2 separate regions of the Mus musculus genome follow, and region 2 is linked to region 1. The links are chromatin contacts, called in public Hi-C maps. All regions are on one chromosome and are shown on one strand. The core of a region is the stretch at or near the end of the contact, and the rest is flanking DNA. Distances in the headings are between cores, read along the strand shown.

Region 1 (2,507 bases), core at 5-2,504:
TGCATTTATTCCATCTTAACATCTCCCCAAGGCCTTAACCCAACTCACTGTAGCAACTAACTACTCAAAAGCTTCCTTCCGCATCAGGGTATCATCTAGCTGAGCAAAGGAGGAGACGCAAGGCACCATCCACCCGAGGTGACCCTGGTTGTGGTCTTGAACTACAAGAAGCAAGAGGTTTGGGAGAGATAGGCTTCCAAGCTTGGGCTTGCTAGGCAACCAGTCCACCCCATGGATAAATTCCATGTCCAGTGAAAGACTCCATCTCTGAAAGAAGGTAGAGAGCCATGTAGGAGATAGCTGTTGTCCTCTGGCTTCCCCCACATATGTGCGCATACACCCTCCAATGAGTACACATAAATACATACATCTACACACAAAGAGGGAAGAAAGATGCACAGCCACCTTTAGGAAGTGTCATGCAAACTTCTGAAGGTACCGGAGAGAGCCTTTTGCTACCGAAAGACTTGTCTTTCCTCCACTGGAAAATGGGTTTTAATAACCAGCTTTATCATTTCCCTAGTACATAACCACTGATAGACCCTTAACCTTGATTGGTTTGTTTCCTTATCTTTAAATTCTGTCTCTATACAATATATATATTTTTTTCTTCTCAGATAAGGTCTTGTTTTGTAACCCAGCACGGGTTGAAATTTGCAGACGTCCTGCCTCTGCCTCGCTTCTATGATAGCGTGCGTGCTGTGCTCAGGTTAGAAAAAAAAAGTTAAGATCTAATAAAGTCAAATATTTTGTGCTTTCTGATCTATAGCTGAATGGAAGTCTTGGTATTTAGTACTTCTTAGTTCTAATTTCTTAATCGCTAGAGAGCAACTCATGGTGGCTATCTTGGGTGACTCCTTCCTAGGTACGGTGCAGCGGATGCTCAGGAGGAGACAGCCTGAGTGGGTGAGTGGATGGGTAGGGTGGTTTTGATTGTGGTGATGGACTTTTCAAGTAAAGTAGGGAGTTCTTTATTGTTTTAAATTTGTTCCCTACTTGCTGGCAGAGCAGCTCTTCAAGATGGAGCGAGTGCTGCAGTTAGGATTACCCAATCCTCGATGTTTGAAGGCTGCTAAGCAGGGCAAAGGTCTGAGGGGAAGAGGGCTTTTTCTAAGCAGGTAATGTGAGCAGAGCATGCTTGTGAAGAGCCTCTCAGCCGAAGGATTTCAGTAGCCACCTCCTTCCCTGACCGGGCTGGCTTGGGTTTGCATGGGTTGGAAACTCTGTTGAGTGTTTTTGGTTTCAGTTTTGTCAGAGCTCTCGCTGACACCGGCAGGCTGGGCTGGGAGTCTGACTGGGAAAAGCTACTTGACAGTCAGGTTGGAACAAAGCACATGCTGGCTTCTTGCAGAGGATGTGGGGCTTGTTGACTGGAAGCCTGCCTGCCAGAACAAGATCCTTCTGCGCACACCAGAAACAATCTGCCATTGTCTCAAGGGATAAAACAGTGCCAATAAAACATGAACGCTCCAGCCAAGAGGAGGAGAGCCGCGTTAACTGCTTCATTTCTGAAAGGAATTGTGGGAAAGGGGAGGCTGAGCAAAACTCGTCTCCTTGTTTTTCATCTTTCACATTTGACATCATACAGATGTGGTTCCCAAAGCCCACCACAGGCCCACTTACAGGGAGTAAATGAACACCCCCCCACCCCACACACACACCTTGCTATTCTGGGGGTTTTAGTGCTGCCGGGGAATGGCCCCTGTGGCCTCTCTTATGTTGGCCTTGGCTCCAGATGCTATTACCTCAGAGAAACTGCCAGAGGGGTAAGGCGGTAGAGTGTGCATAACTCTCAGGACAGCTTAAGGGTTGGGAATGCATGTCCTCAGAGGAAATGGGGGGAAGTGGAGGAGGAGAAAAATCCTAAGAGAGGTGACTGATTGAGGTTATAGAAGCTTTTATCTTAATTTTGCCTGTGTTCTCCCCTTGTCTCTGATGAGAACCAATAAAGGAGTATTAGTGGAATTGAGGTTGTGACTAAACTCCTTCAGTTTGCTTGGCATAATGACTTGCAGACTGTACTCTGATTCTCTTCACTCTATGACCAATCCCTTCTCTAAACTTCTTGCTTGTGCACAACTCAAACTTCAAGCACTGTGCAATAGTTCAAGACTTCACGAGTGTGGGAAAAGCTGGGCTTCATGAAAACAGTTATGAAGGTGTAAGGAAGTGCACCTATGGACTGGGTGCGGTGCTATATGCTATGCCTGTGGTCTCAGCAGTTGGGAGGTAGGGCCTGGATGATCAGGAACTCAAGTTTATCCTCGAACTTATACAGCTACATAGTGAGTTTGAGTCCAGCCTGGGCTACAAAGACCCTGTTTTAATAAACCAAACCAAGCCAAACCAGACCAAACCAATTGAAGAAGCACAGTTGTGGCCAATTCCATAGAAGGGCTTGGGGAGACGAATTGATGGGTCAATTGCTTGCTTCACAGCACCAGGATACGATTTTGGATCCCTACTGCCCCTGTATAATGCCAAGTGTGGTGGTGGTGGTTTGGTCA
Region 2 (2,507 bases), core at 3-2,502, 850 kb after region 1:
CTCCATTGGAAAGTTCTTGACATTTCAATCCCAGACAAATAAAGTAGGTAGGAGAGTAGTTACCATGAACTTTCTAAGCAGAGAGGGCTATCAAGTTCATTTACATGTTTACCAAGGCCGCCAGCCATCATGATTTGCTTGAGGTAAGTTTTTTATGTGAACTGAACTCGATCTGATGGTCTGTTTGCAGTAAAACAGCAAGAGCTCTCAGTCACTATTGTCACTTACTGAGTGGACCTGTTTACCAACACCTTTGGCATTGAATCAGTGTTTGGTGCGCATCTCTTCTAAACATGAGGATGGCACTAGAGTGAACAACAATCATTCATATCTGGCTTGTGGACAATGATGAAGTGCATGGACCAGGATGGAGTTGTAAAGTCCTATGAAACAGTTACATTTGGTGTGTGAGTAGAAGAAATTATTTGTGAAAGTTCAGAAACTTATGTGATGAAACTATCTGTTACATACTAAGTGGCACGAATGAGTTGTTCTAAAAGAATCTGAAGTATATATATTTAATTTCTAGCTATGCATTTGTAGATTTTCTTTACATTTATGCTTTATTGAAGGAAACTCATAATAACTTTAGCCTGACTAAATTAAGCCCTAGACTAAATTTTTAAAAAAGTAAAATACTTAGAAACTGCTGTTAATAAAATTTCCAGGAAACTCTGTATTGGATATTTTTTAAGCTATTTCCTTGTTTTTGTAATAAATGAAGAATAAGTGTGAATTCTCAGGAGTAAAGCTTTTGAAAGTTAATCACTTTAATAGAAATATTAGCATAAAGTAGCATGTGTAGGCAAAGCACATTAGGAGACTATATGATAGTTTAGGCAAATTGATAAAAGAAGCAATCTGCATATCTGTACCCATATCTGCACCCATATCTGTACCCATAGTTCTACATCTATTTTACGCTCCAGATGTAGACAACTGAGGAAAAAAGCAATGAAAATCCATTTGCCTTCATTAATCAACACGATATAAATGGATATGACATAACCATTAGGTCAAATGCAATAGCATCCTTTACTTAGAATGTACTTTTCCAGTTCCTCACTGTAATGTGCTGCTTTGACAAGGATTTACCAGGCCTGATACATGGCAGGATTTGCTGTAGTTTGCTGATATGAGGGACTCTGTAGGGGCTCGACTCAGATCCTTTTCATCGTTTGCTTGGGTAGGTAACTCTAACCATCCAGTCAAGCAGCTCCAGTGCCATGGTAACCACACAGATATCCCTGCTTCTGCCAAGTGGCTAAGAATAGGTCAAGCTGTGTTCCACTCAACTGGCAGCCAATCTGTTCTGTCTTTCCAAGCTGGAAGGCCGTTGTTACAGGCAGAGTCTGAGTAGGAATGACAAAATGGAGTAACGTGTTAATACAATCAAACTTCAGAAACGTTTTAAATTTTAATTTAACCTGCTTTCTTATTTCTATTGAAATCCCAGATTATGACAGAGAAGATCTTTGTTGTCACTAGTTTGGCTTTTGGTAAACTCTGAAATGAAACAACTGCCCACCACTTTGTATGTAGCCTTTTTGAATTAATAATGATAGACAACTAAAAATTTATGAGTTCATTTGAAACTCCTCCAAAATAGCCTTAGATTTTGGCATTTGTGTTATTTTTATCCTTTAGATAATTAAGTCATATAATAGTAGTAAAATTCATATTTGAGACATCAGGCTTGAAATTTTCAACTATTTGATGCCAATGTCTTGTCTACTATATGCCTCACAATCAGGCTGCTGGACTTTGGTTATACCCATATATATATATATATATATGTATGCATGCTTTTTTCTGGGGTTTTGCAGACACAATTTGAATAAATAGAATGAAGTATAAAATAGTGTTACTTTCATGATGATATGAAAGTCCCAAGTTTGAGGTTCAGGCAATACTTCTGGCAGGGAGGTTTCTAAGATGAAAAAAATAATAATGATAATAAATGAATAATCATATTAACAGAAAAGGTGTCTAATTTGCCAAGAACCAATACAGAAAAGTATGTGATCATTTCAAGGAACCAGAGGAACCAGAGAAAGTGTGTTTAGGTCTGAATTTGATGGTAAATGAGTTACAGATATCAGGCAACAGGGGCTAGCTGAGCCTGTTCTTATAAACACATTGCTAGTCATAGCCATGGAGTGGATTTTGTTGTTGTTTTGTTCTGTTTGTTTTTTTGGGGGAGGGGGGATTGTAACAAGGTAAAGGTATGCTGCTACTAAGAACTGTACTCTTTAGAGGTCATAGTTTAAGAAAGAGCGCTACAAACAGAATGGATTTGAACGAGATCAAATGCATAGTGAGTGAACTGGTTAAGAATTTGGATGTATGAGAGACGATCGTGGTGTTGGTGAGATACATGAGGTAGCAGAACTGGAGGTTAAAGGACATATCGGAGGTAATGGTGCTGGCCATGCTTGTGCCAGCAGAAGAGAATCTGATGCTATTTCCTGGTTTCAGAATCGCAGTGGGAGGAAAATTAGAGAAGA

The links. A called contact is a pair of places that touch in the nucleus more often than the background predicts.
Region 2: a Hi-C map of cerebellum shows a contact between it and region 1, with 1.7 times the contacts expected there. The contact joins two enhancer-like sites. A contact is called at or near these places in 2 of 484 Hi-C or Micro-C datasets (adipose-derived mesenchymal stem cells and cerebellum) and 1 of 115 datasets of contacts at active chromatin or transcription factors (astrocytes).

Annotation. Positions count from the first base shown.
Region 1 is chr14:105,327,382-105,329,888 of GRCm38.p6, forward strand. No RefSeq gene overlaps it. Among named protein-coding and RNA genes, the nearest start is that of Gm24207, 52 kb to the left of the region's middle. Within about 2 kb of position 1,255, at least 217 of the 459 cell types and tissues checked have an H3K27ac peak or open chromatin away from gene starts, as enhancers often do. A contact at or near this core is called in cerebellum, where this site is marked.
Region 2 is chr14:106,175,834-106,178,340 of GRCm38.p6, forward strand. No RefSeq gene overlaps it. Among named protein-coding and RNA genes, the nearest start is that of Trim52, 71 kb to the left of the region's middle. Within about 2 kb of position 1,253, at least 18 of the 459 cell types and tissues checked have an H3K27ac peak or open chromatin away from gene starts, as enhancers often do. A contact at or near this core is called in cerebellum, where this site is marked.